Regions from separate parts of the Triticum aestivum genome. Here regions 2 and 3 are each linked to region 1. A link is a contact called in public Hi-C data. All regions are on one chromosome and are shown on one strand. Each heading gives the region's core, a stretch centred on a gene start, on an enhancer-like site or on the middle of the called end of the contact. The rest is flanking DNA. Distances are from core to core; before and after follow the strand shown.

Evidence for each region. Hi-C and Micro-C count contacts between places; a contact is called where the count stands out from the background.
Region 2: a Hi-C map of leaf shows a contact between it and region 1, with 2.9 times the contacts expected there. The contact joins the promoter of LOC123087872 here to the promoter of LOC123087871 in region 1. A contact is called at or near these places in 2 of 5 Hi-C or Micro-C datasets (both in leaf).
Region 3: a contact with region 1 is called in a Hi-C map of leaf, with 6 times the contacts expected there. The contact joins the promoter of LOC123087873 here to the promoter of LOC123087871 in region 1. A contact is called at or near these places in 2 of 5 Hi-C or Micro-C datasets (leaf and root).

Annotation. Positions count from the first base shown.
Region 1 is chr4A:649,903,479-649,906,929 of IWGSC CS RefSeq v2.1, forward strand. LOC123087871 (ATP-dependent Clp protease proteolytic subunit-related protein 2, chloroplastic) reads left to right here and starts at 1,416. Exons shown (of 9, transcript XM_044509993.1): 1 at 1,416-1,624; 2 at 1,726-1,772; 3 at 1,868-1,940; 4 at 2,453-2,573; 5 at 2,647-2,784. The coding sequence starts at 1,434.
Region 2 is chr4A:650,500,944-650,504,445 of IWGSC CS RefSeq v2.1, forward strand. It overlaps LOC123087872 (kinesin-like protein KIN-UB), which reads right to left and starts at 2,102. Exons shown (of 19, transcript XM_044509994.1): 1 at 1,795-2,102; 2 at 658-758; 3 at 450-572. The coding sequence starts at 1,987.
Region 3 is chr4A:650,583,287-650,586,938 of IWGSC CS RefSeq v2.1, forward strand. LOC123087873 (transcription initiation factor TFIID subunit 14b) reads left to right here and starts at 1,368. Exons shown (of 7, transcript XM_044509995.1): 1 at 1,368-1,674; 2 at 3,053-3,135; 3 at 3,280-3,501; 4 at 3,575-3,652. The coding sequence starts at 1,477.

The sequences.
Region 1 (3,451 bases), core at 166-2,665:
ATGCATCAACCTCTATGCATAGATTACCCCGATGTCACCTCGGGAATTCGCGAGTTGAGTGCCAAAACATATATCAAGTGAATCAATATAATACCTCATTGTCACCACGGGTATTCATATGCAAGGCATATATCAAGTGCTCTCAAATCCATAAAAATATTCAATCTCATAAAACAAAATCTCAAAGGAGATCGTGCCATCAAGAACACGAGAGAGAGATTAAACACATAACTACTGTTACAACCCCTCAGCCCCGAGGGTGGACTACTCCCTCCTCATCATGGTGGCCATATGGATGATGAAGATGGCCACCGGTGATGATTTCTCCCTCCAGCGGAGTGCCAAAACGGGGTCTAGATTGATTTTTCGTGGCTACAGACGTTTGCGGCAAAGAACTTCTCGTCTATCCACTCCCTAGGATTTTTGGAATATTTGAAAATTTATAGGGCGAAGAGGCGGTGCGGGAGACCACCGAGGTTGGCACAACCCACCAGGACGCGCCTGGCCCCCCAGGCGCGCCCAGGTGGGTTGTGGCCCTCTCGGGGCACCCCTCTGGTACTTCTTTGGCCCAAGTTGTGTCTTCTGGTCCAGAAAATTCTCTAAATAGTTTCGATGTGTTTGGACTCCGTTTGGTATTGATTTTCTATATGTAAAAAACAAGCAAAAAATAGCAACTGACACTGGGCACTATGTCATTAGAATATTCCTAAAAAATGATATAAAGTTGCTATAAAATGATTGTAAAACATATAAGAATAATAATATAACAACATGAATACTTCATAAATTATAGATACATTAGAGACGTATCAAACCGCGCCGCGCGCGCCCCGCCCCGCCCGCTGCGCGCTCGGCCGCGCACACACCCTACTCCTGCCGCCCCCCGCCTGCGTGGTGAGAGCTACAAAGGCGGAGGAGGATCCATGCAGTAGTAGCAGCAGCCTGCCGGCGACAGAGTCGGCGAGGAGGGGTAGCTTCAGCAGCAACAGCCCGCCGGCGGCGGAGTTGGCGAGGAGGGCCAGCTCCAACATCAGTAGATCAAGTGGCGGCGCGCTATGGGACGACTGGTGGAGCGCGACGGCCGTGGCGATTTTGGGCCGCACGGCGGCCCCAACGCGCTACGAGACGACTGGCAGAGGACAGCGGCGGGTGGTGGTGGCGAGCGCGGCGGTGGGCGGCAACCGCGAGGAGCTTGGAGCGCTCCGTGCATTTTATTGTAGTCACCGATATGTGGTCCATGGGCAGATGTTTCGTCCGTTTCAGACGCATTTGCTCCGCGTTTGGAGTCGGGCCGGACAGAAACGAACCTCTGAGGGCATCTTTGTCCGTTTAGGTACGCCCGTTGGGCCCTGTTTCGCCCCAAAGGGATGTCCGCGGATGATTTGAGGTCGCGAGGTGGAGTTGGCCTTAGATGCCATGAGAGCTATAAAAATATGTGTTTGATCGGGAGGCGCACGAATCTTGGCGCACATCTACCCTCTTCCTCCCTCTGTTATCCATTCCGCCACTGTTCACTCCCGAGCCACTCCGCAGCCCCTGCTCCAATGGCGCTGTGCCGGACGGCGCCCGCCAACTCCTCCTGCTTCCACCCCCGCGCCGTCGCCAGCTCGCCCTCCTCTCTCAGGTCAGCCTCCTCCTCCGTCTCCCCCTCGTACGCCCCCCTCCTGAAACCCTGGCTGACCCTCCCCAATCTTCTCGCCTCCGCCTCTGTTTCCCCTTTCGCAGCGTGGGCACCAAGGTCTTCGTCGGGTTGAAGGCCCAGACCAGGCTCGGTGAGCACGAAAACCGAACCAAATCGTTCCAATTTACTCTGGGGTTCGTTGTTCCGGTGGCTGATTTCGGTTTTGGTGGCTGGATTGCTGAGCAGGCTCGTCCGAGTCGTCGTGCCCGAATGTCAACGCCCGGTTCTACACCGCCGTCAACCGGAGGGTCTCTCTAGGGTATGCACACGCACGCCCATCCGTATGCGTAGCCTCTGTTTTGCTCGTTGTATTGATATAATATGTGGTGTGGTGCTGCACATTCGTCAGGTGTTTGTTCAGTCCCCATTTCGGGTGGTAGTTGACTAGTTTTGCATTCTGTGCTTGTTCATGTAATTGTCGCTGTCTGCGTATGAATTGACGGATGATTTTGAGTTTTGATGATTGCATCGAGTGCATCAGTGGTCTCTATATAGTATTTCGATGGATGGGGAATATTTAGAAGATGTTCATTTCGTAAATGAAATTGTTTGTGCACAAATCAAGTTGGGAGCTTGTGTCGGTACATCAACTATCAATGAGATACCCCTAAAAAAACTATCAATGAGATGCCTCATTTGTTATTGTTCTATCTATAATCCACAGATTTGATACATTTATAGTAGCCAGTTATATCTGTAAATTTTGCTGTGGTTTGCTGGACACATTTGTTCCCTTAAGTATCACAGTCTACTAATATTTATACTTATTAGGTTGTCAAACAAGAGGGCTACCAGGGCACGTATTTCCATGATGCCTGTCGGCACCCCACGGGTACCGTACAGAACACCTGGTGAAGGAACCTGGCAGTGGCTTGACATATGGAATGCTTTAGTAAGACCTCGCAATACCTAATAAAATGACTAATCCGTTGCACCGACTCCTAATTTTTATTTGCTGTATACAGTATCGTGAACGGATTATCTTCATTGGGGACACTATTGATGAAGAATTCAGTAACCAAGTACTGGCAAGCATGCTGTATCTTGACAGTGTTGATGACACAAAGAAGATTCTTCTATACATCAATGGTCCAGGAGGAGATGTAAGAACTCGGCAACACTACCCTTTTGTTCTTGTTGGTTGGCCTTCTTTTATGTCACTTTTTTTGGGGTCATGTTCTTGTGTCCTGTAGGTTGACCTTCTAAAGAATTCGAAACCAAGTTGATGTCCCCATAGTTTATATCTTGAAAAAGAAAAACTGGGTTGAACTGATCGGATCTAAGGGGCTGCCATTGCTATTCTGTAGTTTAGTAAGTGAGTGATTGCCTGAACTTTAGTATCTTGTGCTGAGTTATGTATGCTGTCCTACTTTTGTGGGACAAAATCACAAAACCAGTGCAAAAACTTTTATAGCTATGAAATGGAAAACTCAGGAAAGAGAGGATTTATTCTATTGTGATAGTCTTAGAGGCAAAATTAAGTGATCACAGTATAACATTATTCCAATTGTAGTAGCTCTAATTATTTGGAAAGCTCACTGGAAATTGAAGTTATCTACAGATCGGTGTGGGCATGCATCATTTTAACAATGGCGAGTACATTTGATATGGTAAAACTGGGATGTCCCAATAGTTTATCTTAAAAGGACAAAACTGGGATGAACTAAGTGGATCTGACGGGCTGCCAATGCTACTCTGTAGTTTAGTAAGGGATTTTCTGAACTTTAGTATTTTATTCTGAGTTGGGTATGCTGTCCTGCTCTTATGGGA
Region 2 (3,502 bases), core at 852-3,351, 600 kb after region 1:
AAAATAAACAAATGCCAGGAGTAAAACTGAAGGCCATGACACAATAAGAAAGTTCCAAGAGTTCAACTCCAGGTTTCGTCTATCACGTCAGCTACTCCCTCAGTTCACTATTATAAGATGTTTTGGATATTTCAATATGGACTACATACAGACTGGAAAGAGTGAACAAACACACTAAAATGTCTATATACATCCGATTCAGAAAGAAGTTAGAACATCTTATAATAATGAACAGAGGGGGTACTTGGCTAAAGTTTCAGATTTTATTACATGACATATCAACACCCACGCCAAAAGTCATTTGAAATTCTGCTAAGAATATCTATCCACAAAATATAGGTTAAAAGCAACAAGCTTGCAACATGCAAATGTATATTGTTTGTTGGAGATTTCACTAAGAGCACAAGCTACTGTGATTACTGATGTATCAATGTTAGAAGTTCACATACCTCCACAACTGGTTTAGCAACAACTTCATACACTCTCTTTTGTGAAGAAAACTCTGTAAGCACTTCATCGAATTCAAATGTGTCGGACTCCCAATTGTTTTTACGAAGCTTTAGTCTTTTGAGCTACACATCAAACGTTAATCCAGTGAGTCCATGGGAAACTTAAATGAATCATATTTCACACAGTGTGCTAAGCAGGAGGTCAAACCTCTGGCTGGAGTTCAACACAGTCGGCAAAATCAGCATCTGCCGCCTGCTCTTCTGCGTTCCGAGGCCTTAGCCTTACAGCAACTCTAACTCTGCTTGAAACTGCAGAAAAAATGGGGGAGGCAAAATTCATTTGGTTAAACAGATGCAGCAGGTGAATCGACATTTCCACGCACACATGCAAATTTGCTTATGAATTTGGAATGATCATGTCAGGCAGAATTGAAGCGAAGCGTGTGCAACCAAAATAATCTAGCGAAAGAAGGCATTTTATCTCATAATATCAACAGGAGAACAGCGTACACCATTTTCAGCAAGTAATTCTTCTGGAATGCAAAAGGCAAATGCAAAACTAATCACCACAAAAAGCAGCGATCTCTCTGCAATCGTAGCACACTTCCCAGCCATGGTAAGTGGATTGTCTACTTTGACGGTTTGACTGCGGTACACAATCTAGTAAGAGAGCTGAGGAACATAAAAGCAAAATTATGGAAGCGCATCTACCAAGCGGGACTCTTCGGTACAACCCGCAGTTACTGAAAGATTGGAAGGGTGGGTGGCGGCTGGGTGCAGTGCCATCATGAGCGGTGCACGAGGCAGCTCGAGGACGAACACCAATGGTCCTAGCTCAACTAAGACCGCATCAGCAATGTCCTCCCGTCGAGGAAACAGCATATTCTAAAATGGGAAGAAAAAATGGGGCAGCACGGCATCCGCTATTGATTTTTTCGCATGATACGATCCAAGGATACTGTGATGCATTCACCAAACGCATCGCGGCCATTTTGTTCTCTCTACAGTTTCTAGACGACGGTGCAGGCGTTGTGCAGCTGCGTCACACTCCATCATCCAGGCAAAGCTCGCGGCGGCGTTACTGAAGGAAGGAGCAGACCCGAAATCCGGAGAGATTCATTCACCATCCCGATCGCACCACCCAAGCAGACACACTCGGCTGTGCCGGCGAACCAAAACCAGCAAAGCTTGAGGAGACGAGGCGGCAGATTCATCCAAACCGCGGGGACCCAGAGAAATGCGGATCAGACCGGACGGCAAACCCCCAAAAAAACCTCTCGCGGGTAGGGTAACAGCGAATCCAAATCGGGATCCGGCTCTAGAGCGGCGGGGCGGGCGGACCTACCTCCGGATTCGGACGAGTTGCGGCCGCCCGCGGCGGGGAGCGGGCCGGAGCTGGTGCGGCGGTACGCGCCGCCAGCCGCGGAGAGGCGGGGCTTCCCGGCGGGCGCCTTGGGCGTGGCGGTGGAGCCCTGCTGCCTGTCCATCTTGCCGCCCGCCCTGGACCCCAGCCCGCCATTCCTGGCGCCGCTCGCCATTATAGACAGGCGCGGCGGCGGCGGCGTCCGTGACAGGGATCACGGGGAGAGGGTGAGCCGAGAGGGGAGAAGGGGGAGCACGGGGTCGGAGGCTGGGGAATAAATGCGGTGAGGGGAGGGGAGGGGAGGGCGCGGGGCCCGCCGGAGGGAGGGAGGGAGGGAGGGGGTGGAGGGCCGGCGACGAGGAGGGAGGGGGGGGAGGCTGGCTGCTAGAGTGCTGCTGCTGTGCTGGGTTGGTGGGCGGAGCCGAGCCGAGCCGCTGCACAAGAGCAAGCGAGCAGGGTCATCGTGTAGCGGGCCGTATCTCTGGTTCCTGCGGCTGGTCTGGGCCCACTCGCAGAGCCCTTTTTCGGCGGGCCATGGAGACCGCTGGCCCCACCGGGCAGCGATGGACTTGTTTACGCGTAGTCCTGTGTAGAGGGCGTTTGAACCCGGCTGCCTCGCACTCTGCTTCTCTTTTTCTTCGCTTCTAATGATGCTCCCAGGATGCCTAAAAATCGTCCCCTCGGAGCGAGCTGGCGATACATTCAGCGTTGGGGCCGGTTTTTGCGCCCGATCGTCGGCCCCAGCTCGCCCCCAGGGCGCCGATGTTGGCCCACTTTTTAGCCTCATTTCGGCAAAAAAGGCCCATATGGACGAGAATAGGCCCATATTCGGCGTGGTTCGCCGTGGCTCGGCGTTCAATTGTCAGCATAAATATTTTTTTATCACATATTTCATCACAAAAAAATAAAATATTTCAACAAAATAGTACAACAACAAATAGTTCAATACAAATTATATAGTTCAACAAATAAAAACTCATATTTCATCACACGTCGCGCCCGGCGTCGCCCTTGATCCTCCATAGGTGCTCTATCAGATCTTGCTGCAGTTGATGATGCACCTGTGGGTCTCGGATCTCCTGACGCATACTGAGGTAGGCAGTCCAGGTTGATGGTAGCTGGTGATCAACTTGGGCAAGAGGACCCTGCCTGTGGTATGGTTCAGTGTCAAACAATGGCTCTTCCTGCTCGCTCTCAATGATCATGTTGTGCAAGATGACACAGCAGGTCATGATCTCCCACATTTGATCTTTCGACCAGGTCTGAGCGGGGTACCGGGCAACAGTAAATCGAGATTGGAGCACACCAAATGCCCGCTCGACATCCTTCCTGCAAGCCTCCTGAATCTTCGCAAACCAGGCATTCTTGCCTCCTGACACAGGGTTTTTGATGGTCTTCACAAATGTCGACCATCTCGGATAGATGCCATCAGCTAGATAGTACCCCTTGTTGTAGTGCCTCCCATTGATCTCGAAGTTCACCGGAAGAGAATGACCTTCAACAAGCTTGGCAAAGACAGGAGAGCACTGCAGCACGTTGATGTCATTGTGAGTTCATGGCATACCAAAGAAGGAGTGCCAAATCCAGAGGTCATGTGTGGCCACGGCCTCAAGTACCACACTGCAACCGCCTTTGGCGCCTTTGTACATCCCCTACCAAGCAAATGGGCAATTCTTCAATTTTCAATGCA
Region 3 (3,652 bases), core at 118-2,617, 680 kb after region 1:
TAGTTTAACACTGTGGCAGAGCAGCAGCCATCGGTCGCTGTCTGTCTCAAGTTATATATTGTACTGTATCCAGCAGCAAGCAGCCAGCGGCAGAGGCGCGGATTATTCCTTTTCTCCTTGGATCCTTCCCGCGGGTCCGTCCGTTGCTCGATGCGTGATTTCAGTTAGCAGAGGGCGGGATTGGCCCGATCTGGCATGTTCTACTTGGACCGGGGCTCCATGGATCCACAGATGCAGTGGGAAGAAGAGCATTGCACAATGGACATGTACGCGCGCTCCGCTAGCTAGCTGCTGGAGATCGATGGATCGATCAATTGACCGGGAAGGATCCACCACGTGGCCTGGCCCATGGGATCGAGATGGCAATCCATATCTCCAACCAGAACGAGCGATGATTTTGGCAGAAATGATGAGCAACGCTTGCTTGCCCACACGCCCGGTCAGGCGGATCCGGGAAAAGGTCCTTCATATGCAAGATCCGGAACCTCATACACCTGTATACTATCAAGATAGATCCACTTTGTGGACCGTGGAGGTTCCGATGTTGAGGTTACCGACACACACGTGGTCGCAGAAAAGGTGATGACTGTGCGTGAGAAGGTCGATGAGATTCTCTTTTAGGTTGAGCTTCACAGCTTGCTCGCACGTTTGGAGAGGGTTAGCCCTGGATCTGGAAAGAAGATTGTGGAGGAGGCCCTCAGAAGCCAAACAAAGAAGTGTGACGCCACGGGAAAGGCGCCCGCAGCTGCTTGATGATTCCTTGGATTCTCGTGGTGCGTGTGGTCTTCAGCGGATTCTCTCGCCGGGGATTTCTTTTGCGGTGTAGCAGTGGGTTGGTGGTCGTTGCGTGTTGTGGGGATTGGTGGGTGTTGCTGATCATGCAAGAAGGTTCATAGGGGTTAATGTATGTGCGCATGTGCGTTTGTGCTATGACATAAAGAAAGAAAATAGAGAAGCCTGAGGATCGGTGCTATTATTACAAAAGAAAAACAAACAGAAATGAACTTTTTCCTTAGGAAACAGAAGTAACCTATATTGTGTTTCGGTGCAATATTTTTGAGGCAATGTGTTTCAGTGCATTTGCCTGCCCTATTTTTTCAAAAAAAAATTGAGCAACGGCCCTATTTTTTCAGAGACAGAGCTAATGCTTACTGGGCCTATAGGCTATAAATGATACACCAAAGCCCAGTCGAGCGAGGCAACTCACTCTATGCACCGGGCCCGTGCGAACTAATGTGTACTGCCCATTTCGCAGCCCAACACGCCACGTACGATCCCTAGGATCGTCTCAAAAAAAAAAACCGTACGATCCTAGGTTCTTTTTTTCTCCAGAACGCCCAGCGTGCCGAACCCAACTCGACCAGACCGACCGACCGACCGATCCGAACCAAACCAAACCACCTTCTCGTCGTGTCCATCCCCACCGCCGCGGCGGACTGACGGACCCGAGCTCCACCCCCAAACCCTCGCCGGCCGATGGAGCAGCCGCCGTCCTCGCCGCCGCCCCCCGCGGCGGCCACGGCCACGGCTGCGCCTACTCCCGCTCCCGCTTCCGCTCCCATTATCCTATCGGACTCGCCTCCTGCGGCCGCGGCGGGGGAGCCCGCGCTGACCGCCGCGCAGAAGGCGCTCCGCTCCAAGCCGGCGCGCGTCCCCGAGGACACCGACAAGAAGGTTCCCCTCCCTCGCCGACCTCGTCTATTCGATACGCGGTAGCTTCTGTACGGCGTGCTTGCCCCGCATTGGGGGCTGGGGAGCTAGGGTTTTGAGGGGCGTGTTCTGTGCCAGTAAGTAGCTAGGCCAAGTTGGATCTAGCGCATTACGCTGCATCATCGATAAGTAGTGTTCTCCAAAATTGAATGGGTGCTAGAATGCTCATTGTTGCGCTTGAAAATTGAATTGAACTGCTTGCGCGAAGTTGCATCGAGTTGTGCCGCCTGATAGTTTGATAGCTGAGCTTTGCCGTTACATGAAGTGATGGCAAATGTGTGCAAATGGACTTGTATTTGGAACGTTCGATATGTTCTGCTCTGTGCTTGTAATTGAGTTGATGAGTAATATGGCTTATGAGAGGCAGAATTGACCAGAGCGTGCAGGCCTACTTGATCCAAAGACATTAGGCATCCGTCAGTAATAAACTGCAAAATGAATGATGCTAGGATGTTTGCTACTGCAATTGAGAAACGACCAGAACGGGATCCAACATAAAGTTCTATTTAACTGCTGCGCTAAGTTTCGGGCTGTGTAATCTGATAGTGTGTTTGATAAATGTGTGCCGTTTTCTTAACCGGGCTGTCATGTAGGTTTGTTCTGCTCATTCTCATGATTTAAGTTGATGAGGGTTGAGAGAATGGGCCGGAATATTTAGGCATTTAACCAAGTGAGTGCCTTTTGTTTGGCAGAGGATCCTTCTTGTCATGCTAGTTGCTAGTATGTCTTTGCGTAGAACAACATCTTAGCCTCCAATATAAAGGTTACCTGCTTCCTAGGCATGAAGAGTGTGTTAAGAACTAAGCATTTACCGGGGCACATCTTACAGTTATGCAAAGGCTCCTCTATGATGTTTGATGGTTCACACGATAGGATTCAATTTTGGCACATTTCATCCGTTGTGGTTTTCATAGTTAAATGCTAGACCTTATTGTCCTTCAAGCTGTAATGACTTTCTGATTAACTCTTAGCAAGACCACTTCAAAAAGCTCTAGAATAGTTTGGCATGTCACTGAGCGAGTAACTTGTGTTTGGTAAAGAATTCTTGTGTCATGCTAATTGCTACCATCTCCTTGCATAGAACAACGGCAGATTATCCTACAGTATGGTGTCCTAATACAAAATATCACCTTATTCCTATGCATGAAAAGCAGGGCAAGAACTAAGCATTCGTTAAAGTGCATCTTCCAGTTTTCTAGAGACTCAAGTATGATGTTTGATTAATCACACAATATGATTGGATGTTGCACATTTCATCCATCGTTATTTTGATGATTAGACATTATTGATATGTAATCTATAATGATTTTCTGATTAACCATTGCCAAAATCCCTTGAACAGAATAAGAAGCTCAAGGATGTGGAAATCAGTTTTCCAATTGTCTATGGGACGATTTCATTTTGGCTTGGCAAAAAAGCAAGCGAGTAAGCATTTGCTTAACAGAAACTTATTTTTGTTAATTTCTTGAATCAAAATTTTACAACTTCAAACTGTAAATACAGTGTCATATTTTTATGTTCTTACCTGTAGCGAAAATTATCTGAAGAAAAACTGTTTTTCCCTTCTAGGTACAACTCTCACAAATGGACCGTGTACATCCGTTCTGCAACAAATGAGGATTTGAGTGTCATAGTTAAGCGTGTAGTGTTTCAGCTTCACCCAAGTTTCACTAATCCAACAAGAGTTGTAGAGCAACCACCTTTTGAGTTGTCCGAATCTGGATGGGGAGAGTTTGAGATTGCAATAACACTTTATTTTCACAGTGATGTCTGTGAGAAGCGTTTGGACTTGTAAGTGCTGAAGTTCTTTTCTTAACAGATTTTTTTTTTGGGAGCGAATACGTAGGTGATAGAATCTGTGCAGGTTTCATCAACTTAAGCTGTATCCGGAAGAGGATGCCGGACCTCAATCAACAAAAAAACCTGTTGTAGTGGAAACATA